2 separate regions of the Nomascus leucogenys genome follow, and region 2 is linked to region 1. A link is a contact called in public Hi-C data. All regions are on one chromosome and are shown on one strand. The core of a region is the stretch at or near the end of the contact, and the rest is flanking DNA. Distances in the headings are between cores, read along the strand shown.

The links. Hi-C and Micro-C count contacts between places; a contact is called where the count stands out from the background.
Region 2: a Hi-C map of a lymphoblastoid cell line shows a contact between it and region 1, with 4 times the contacts expected there. The contact joins the promoter of CISH here to the promoter of MANF in region 1. A contact is called at or near these places in 2 of 4 Hi-C or Micro-C datasets (both in a lymphoblastoid cell line).

The regions. Positions count from the first base shown.
Region 1 is chr4:100,330,612-100,334,572 of Asia_NLE_v1, reverse strand. It overlaps MANF (mesencephalic astrocyte-derived neurotrophic factor), which reads left to right and starts at 1,849. Exons shown (of 4, transcript XM_030811680.1): 1 at 1,849-2,083; 2 at 2,849-2,976. The coding sequence starts at 1,849. DOCK3 (dedicator of cytokinesis protein 3) reads left to right here. Exons shown (of 54, transcript XM_030811684.1): 54 at 1-862.
Region 2 is chr4:101,048,443-101,052,403 of Asia_NLE_v1, reverse strand. It overlaps CISH (cytokine-inducible SH2-containing protein), which reads right to left and starts at 2,220. Exons shown (of 3, transcript XM_003257120.3): 1 at 2,078-2,220. The coding sequence starts at 2,097.

The DNA of each region.
Region 1 (3,961 bases), core at 600-3,099:
GAGGATGTGGGTCAGTCACAGCAGCCCTCACCTCAAAGGGCTGGCCTGCTTCTCAGCCTACATTCATTTGCAAGCTTCAATCGCTGGACCATCTGTTGTTCACAGATGTTAGAGGGTTGGGGGCTAGCTTCAGATTTGATTTATAGGTAGGAGGGCTTAGATTTTAAGGCACTTCTGAACGTCAATCCCTGGACAAGGCAGTCATCACGTAAGAACAGCTACCTTCTCCACTTGGTGGCACAAGAGGTAGGGAGGGGAGTATGGGTTCATCTGGCTTCGCATTATGCAAGGTGAAACCGTTTGTTTTCCCTCTCCATTTTCCCTAACTGAATGAAAAGGACACATTCTGAAATCCCTTTTGTTGGAGAATTAGTCTGAGGGGAAATGGGAGGCCAGAGATGAGAACCCTTTGAAAAGATTGTAAAATACTGATTTTCATTCTTTCAAGCTTATTTGTAAATACCTATTTGAATGCTGTGTATTTGTACAGGAATTTGAGCAAAAAATGTATAGAGTGTGATGTCCAATTGGTATTCAGCCCTATAAATGTGTTTTTAACCTCCCGCATTCTGTGCTTATTTAAAACAAGGAAACTTCTAACCATTTCTTTTGTGCATTCATGTTTAAAGAAAAAAAGTGATTTAAAAATGATCTTACCTGTACCAGAAAAGCAAAGTTAAACGAAACAAAATTTGTACCATTGTCCCAAGAGGTATTTTACTGTATATATTGTGGTAGCATGTTCAAAATCCAACAAGTAATGTGAATTTTAGATGTAAATATCTGCCACTTGATTTTTTCCCCCCTTTCCCCACTTCCTTGACTGCTGTGATGTGAATTAAAGATAAATACGTGATACTGATCCACTGAATTCACTGAATGGGAGCAGAGGATGTGCCCCTCTCCAACCCTTGTCGCCGGGCTCCAAGCCCTTTTTAGCCCCATAGACATGTCCTTTCTGCACTGAGTAGAGCCAACCCTTCCCGCATCCTGCCTTCAAGGCAGGCAGCCAGCAGGGCACTTGAAGGGCAGTCGAAAAGGAAACATCCTCCAGTGCTTCTCTAGTGATTCCCGGGACCCCACTCAGGAAGCCCCTCGGCAGCGGGGGACCCCCGAGGCCCTAGCCGGGGAGGCAGGAGGAGGCTGGCCAGCCACCAAGCCACGCTTCAGAGCTTGTAAGGGCACCCCCCGAGCCCCTCACCTTCCCACTCTGAGGCGAACCCATGTCCTCGACCGATGATCCGGCCCGGGCGCTTCCCTCCACGGTCTAGAGTGGCGGCCCAGCTTTGAGCTTGGCGCGCCTTGAGCCCTTCCTCCGGATGTCCCGCAGTCCGTCCACCCCGCACGTCTCCTATCAGCCTATGCACGGCGGGCTCCGATCAGCTGGAGGATCAGCACGTGGGCTTTCAAAGATTGGGTCCGTTGCCCACGCGACTGAAAGAAGAAAAAAAGAAACCTCTTTGAGCCTTGCCTGCGGCCGCCCGCCCTTCCTGCCTAACCTGTTGTGTTGGCTGACCCCAGAACTCCTGTACCACGAGTCGGAGTCCGAGCAAGGAGATCAGCAGGGTTTTTCGAGCGAGCCTGGGGCCCAGGGCAGGGGTACGCGGGTCAACTCAACAGATGTAAGGCGTGGCCGAATCCCATTCAGCTAGCAGTACCCGGCCTCAGCCAGAGTCGCTGCCCTTATCCAAGATGGCGGCCCACACCGCTTCCGTCGCTGCTGTAGCCGCTTCCTGCGGCCGGTCCGGGTTCAATCAGCGGCCGACAACTGTCTAGGGCTCAGACACCACCAGCCAATGAGGGAGGGCAGCGTGGAGCCGCCCGTCTGGGCTTGCGGCTCGTGGACCAATGGGGAAGTGGCGTGTGGGAGGGCGCCGGAGGGCCCCCCGCCAATGGGGAGCTACGGCGCGCGGCCGGGACTTGGAGGCGGTGCGGCGCGGCGGGTGCGGTTCAGTCGGTCGGCGGCGGCAGCGGAGGAGGATGAGGAGGATGAGGAGGATGTGGGCCACGCAGGGACTGGCGGTGGCGCTGGCTCTGAGCGTGCTGCCGAGCAGCCGGGCGCTGCGGCCGGGCGACTGCGAAGGTGCAGGATAGGGGGCCTGGGGCCGCGCTCCGTGACCGTTCTGGCGGCGGCGCTGAACCCCACAAAATCACCAGACGGCCGGGGCCAAGAGGGCGGGGGCGGGGGCGGGGGCGACAGCGGGTCCCGGCGGGGCCTGCATGAGGAGGCCCCGGCGCCCGCCCTAGTAAATCTTTCCTGGGCCTAGAAAACATTGGTCCGACGAAGAAAAGTTGAGACTAGATCCCGTTGAAAACTTGGCTTGAAATCTCCATCACGCCTGAGTTATTGTCCCCAGCACCATCTAGAGGTTACCGCTCCCCGTCCGGCGTCGGGAGCTCCAGGGCTGGCCATGGGTGCTGCGCCCTGTCTGTTGGGATCACGAAGCTGCACCTCTGGGTCGGCTGTTGTATTTGGAAATTAGCAGCAGCATTTTGATCATTTTTCTCTTCACCTTCCAGTCTCTCCATTTGTGAGGTCACAGTGAGTCCCGTCTCAAGGACACGTGTTCACCATGGGCTTAAACTTGATGAAAGGAGCAGGGAGGAGTCGTTTATAGGTCACTGGGTGATGCTTGGTCCTTTGATGCCCTGGGTGTACCAGGGGACCCCCGCCACCTGGAACCGGGTTCTGTCTACCTGTAGACACCTGAGAAAAATCGGTGATGGAAAAGCTCACCTCTAATGATTCATCTCCGTGTCTCCTATTAAAAATGCTGGCGGAGTTCTTTCCTGGTGGATTGGAACAGCTTGGTGATTGCTGAGCATCTCCCGTCCCTCTCTTTTCCAGTTTGTATTTCTTATCTGGGAAGATTTTACCAGGACCTCAAAGACAGAGATGTCACATTCTCACCAGCCACTATTGAAAACGAACTTATAAAGTTCTGCCGGGAAGCAAGAGGCAAAGAGAATCGGTTGGTAAGTAGCTGGTGACCCTCCCCAACTGGCCCTGGCTCATGTTAACCCTTGGCTTCACCAGCCGTTTGATAAAAGGCCTTGCCCACCTCTATTCAGGAAGCCAGCTACTCTCTCCATAAACTAATGTGAGACTGAAGTGCTTCTGTGTCCTTCTCAAAGCGGCATGTGTTCTGAAACTGTGATTTTTTTTTTTTAATCCTGTTAGTCTTTATTAAGCACCTACTATGTGCTGGGCACTGGGAATATCAGGGGAAAGAAGTGACAGCCGGGCACACAAATAATGCAGTGTCTGGGTGTCATGAAGAAAATGGACCAGCAGGTGCTGATTTAGAGTGGCCAAGAAGTCTCTCTGAGGAAGGGTTATCATTGAAGTGGGGTAAGACCATCCCATACAGGGAACAGCAGTGTGAGTGCCCAGAGGCCTGAAAGAGTTTGGCATGTATGTGGACAGGAGAAGGTGACAGGGTGCCCACAGGATAGGCAAAGGCCGAATCCAAGACAAAAGCCCTAGTGAAGCAATGGGTTTTCTAACTTGAATTTCCCTGGCGGTCTCTGGCTTTTCTCTCTGTTAAAGGTTTGAATCCTGGTGACACTTAAATTCATTTGGTGGCTGTCAGCTTGGACTGAGCATGTGTTAAGAGTCCAGGGTTTACACTGGCTGAATCTGACTACCAGTACAGGCAGGGCACCGAAAAATGCAGCTGTGGGCCAGGTGCGGTGGCTCATGCCTGTCATCCTAGCACTTTGGGAGGGCAAGGTGGGAGGATTGCTTGAGCTTAGGAGTTTGAGATCAGCCTGGGCAAAGTGGTGAAATCCTGTCTGCACAAAAAAATTTTTAGGCTAGGCGCGGTGGCTCACACCTGTAATCCTAGCACTTTGGGAGACCGAGGTGGGTGGCTCACCTGAGGTCAGGAGTTCAAGACCAGCCTGGCCAACATGGCAAAACCCTATCTCTACTAAAAAATAGGAAAATTAGCCAGGCATG
Region 2 (3,961 bases), core at 971-3,470, 720 kb before region 1:
AGGGGAAGCCCACCCAGCAGGGTGATACTAGGGCTTCCTCCTTGGGAGGGCAGCAGGGACTGGCTCTACTTCCCCAGGAAGACTGCTGCTCCTCCCTCACTCCTTGCAAAATACATCTCCAAGCCTTAGTTCTGGGTCTAGTCCCTGGCTGGGCCTCAGGACACTGTGATAATGAAACCATGGCCTTGCCCTCAAGGAGAACCAGACTGGCTGAGGAAGACGACACTAAGAGTGATTATAATGCAAAGTCATAAAACTGCAGGTGTCGTGGGGGAGTCAGGGTCTGCTTGCTCCTGAGCTGAGTCTTCCAGGCCAAAGGAAGGAGCTGGGGGAAGGGACCCCACGTAGAGAGGACAGCTTGGGCAAACGGCGCCAGTATTGCTTGTGAGGCAGGAAGGGGTAGGCAGGAGCTGGTGGCAGGAGCCAGATCTGACTCCTGTGTAGGTTATAGGTGACTCTCTAGGTTCTAAAAATCATGGCCCTGTGACCACTCACAGTGAGAAAGGGCCACACGACTCTGGCACACAACAGCCTGCCACAAACTTTTCCACACCTACCCTGGCTGTACTGTGGGAGCTCGGAAATCCCTCTTGGAGAGCTGGAGGCCAAATTTTGAGATGACCTGTCTGCTGGGGCCCACAGCTACCTTCCCAGGAGAATGGTTGGTGGCTAGCCGGTCAGGCTGGAACCTCTGTGGGTGGCCACGTCCAGATAGCTTAGCCGGTCCTCAGATCCCACATGTAGGTGTGGGCACCTCTGGGGCTGATGTGGTAGCTGGGTATATGAATAGCTGTGTTGATCACCACAAGCTCCTGGTGAGTGTGTACCTGGGCAGGGGTGTGTCTATGGCTGTGTCATCATCATGGTGGGGACAGTGGCTGGTGTGTTCTAGGTACATGTGTGTGCCTGCTTTGGAGCGCAGCAGTCTGTTAAAAACTTTGTTCCCCGACACCCAACAGTGGCCCTGAGCTTACAAGGGGGTGCTCACCTAGGGTAAAAAGTGAAAGAGGCTATGGGACCCCAGAATGCAGGGGGAGGCTCCTGGGGTGGAAGGCAGTGGTGGGGCAGGTATTCAGGAATCCCGGAATGCAGACAGGGGGAAGGAACTTGCTGGAGACAGCAAGGGAGAAGTAGTCTTCCCAGCACCTCCATGTCCTCTTCCTTGGCCTCACCTTCCACCCTCCCTCACTTGGCGCCAGGCCAGTTGTGATAAGCACAGCCACCCAGTCTTCCCTGAGTGCAGAACACCCATTTATACCTTCTTCCTCTCTCCTTGGAGCTTCCTGAGCTCCTGTCAGATCACCATGGCCAGCATCAGACCCTTTGAAGGGGTTGCTGAGGTTCAGGACAGAGTGGATGGCCAGGAATGCTCAGCTCAGGTCAAGACTGTCTTATCAGCATCCCCTCTCCACTGTCCCCTACCTCAAGTCTGGGAAATTTGAAGATGAGAGGCAGGAGCCAAGGTCCTTCTCACATTGGGATCCCAGACTGGGCTGAGACAGGGTTGTGAGACGATTGTGGTCCCAGGCAGGACCAGGCCAAACCCAGGGCCTCCCGAGAGTTGCTGACCAACAGGTGCCAGCCTGAGGAAAGGCAAGGATCTCCGGCTGGCTTCCCAAGAAGAGCCTACTTGCTAGCCTGGGGCAGGAGAGGGGACACCAGGACAGAGGGGGCCAGGGGCTGGTCCAAGGTTACTGGCAGTCAGGGCAGCAGGCAGGCTAGCGTAGAGTGCTCTGGGCCCAGAAGAATATCTGGGATTGTTGGCCACATCTTGGGGGACGCCCTGCCGTTAGCGTCCATCTGCTCCAGTGAGAACCCAGGCTGAGCCCACCCTGTGAGTTCCTCCTTTAGCCGGCCAGCCCCCGGTTTCCCAATCCACAGTGGGAATTGAGGTGAGTGTGTGAGGGCGGGGAGTGGGAGTGTCACAACCCCACACAGAGCCTCGCTCCTGAGGTCCGTCTGCGCTCAGTCACCTCTGGCCCGTCAAGCCCTCCCAATGCCCGGCAGCTAGCACAAAGCCCCTGTTCTCCCGTGCGCCCCTCGTGGTGGTCGGGAGGGGGCAGAGAGCCGCGCTTACCCCTGAACGCAGAGGACCATGTCCCCGCGGCAGCGGCGACTCCGAAGTGGGGACTCGGCTTGACGGCGGCGGCGGGAGGGAACCAGTGGGCGCGGAGCGCGTGCTGGGTAGGCTCCCGGTGCGCGCGGGCGCAGGGCAGGGACTGAGAGACAGTGGCGCGGACCGCCTGCGAGGGTGAGGGGGGCGGGCCAGACGAGCGGGGCGGGGCGAGCTGCTGCCTAATCCTTTGTCTGCCGCGTTCCAGCCCTTCCCGGAAGCGGCGTCTTCCTAGAACCGCGGGCTGAGCGGTGGGGCCCGGGCGGGGTGCGCGGGCGCCGTCGCCGGGTCTAGGGCCCTGGGCAGTGAAAGGAAATACTTTGACAGATTTCCAAGAACTTTCCAGGAAAACGGGGCGGGGCCCCGCGAGCCGACCAATCGCGACGCTGAAGGTGGAGCCGAGCGGTCGGGGAGGGCCAATAGCAGCGCGTGGACCCGGGGCTGACGCTACCGAGCGGGGCAGGACGGAGAGATCAGTGGGGAAAGACCGGGTCCGGGAAGTTAAGGAGGGGCCCGGGCTCAGCAACCCGAGCCCAGATTGCCTTCTGGCATTCTGCGTCGTTGGGGAAGGGCCCTCTTATCTCGCCGTGGAACTCGTGGCAGGGCAGGGGGCGGAGTCCCGGGCTTGTCCTCCCTGCGAGCGGCTCCTCCAAGGAGGTCTGTCGGCGTGTGCAAGCGCCCCGTGTTGGGACGGCCGCTCTTGAACCCTAGGACTCTGTGTGTCGGGTGTCGGATTGGGTGGCATGGGGTGAGGTCTGGAGCGGGACTTAGGGCAGGGCGGGGTGCAGAGGACGATTCCATAAATGAGTGGGTCCACTGGGGTCAAGCCAGCGGTCACCACAGGCAGAAAGATCCAGACAAGAACGTTTTCTTTGAAAGAGTTGAAGGAGAAAGCACATCCCAACTTTTTGAATCAGGCAGACCATCCAGTCTTGGCTGGCACTGGTTTCTGGCCGGCCCTGCCAGTCAGGGGAGAAGAGACTACAGATTTGAGAAAGCAAGCAGAGACAGCCCCAGACGGCCTGGACTCTGGGTTGGTGCCCCCCCACCCAGCCCCAGGGAAAAAAAAATGCTGAGAGAGTCCTGCAGCTCAAAACATAGGGAGATAATCTGGGAGTAGGGTGATAGAGGTTGGGGCAGGATGGCGGGGGCAGAGTAGTAACACTCGCTCTTATCTACAGGGAGTACTTGCTGCATTTGATCCTCTACAACTGGTGTTGCTCCCATTATGCAGACAGAAGACAGCCCCAGGGAACAAATGCTAGGAAATGGCAGGGTAATAGCTTGATCCCAGCTCTGAATCAGAAGCCCACACTCCTACTAGGACCCTCTCCCCTTTTTTTCAGTTCACTGGATTCACTATGGAGCATCTTGAAAGACTATAGGGTCTATGTGAATCTCCTCCAAACACTTGGGCCTGAACTGTGGGATTTGGAGAGGTTGCAGGGTCCACTCCCCACCCCCATCCCCCTCCCAGTGTGTGCCCCCGGGGTCCCCAGAAAGGAGGCTAGCTTTGAGATCCTGGGCAGGGATGACAGACCCCTGGCCATGTTGAAGGGCCTGAACGATAGCATCCAGGAAAGACAGGGCTCAGCTTGCTCTGCCCAGAGTGGCAGAGGGCAAAAGAAACCTGAAAGCAAAACCCTGTGAAACTGGGGGAAAAATGGTTAAGTTTCAGATTTCAGGGCAGTCACTTCTCTGTGGCTTTCCTGAAGGGAAGCCGGGCTTCATGAGTACAACTCTGCCAGCCCCCTCCTGAGTTGGTCGGAAGCCACTTTCTTGGAATGGGGGTAGGGGGGATGGATACCTTATAACCCACTTTGAGGGCTGGAATACCTGGATAGCCTG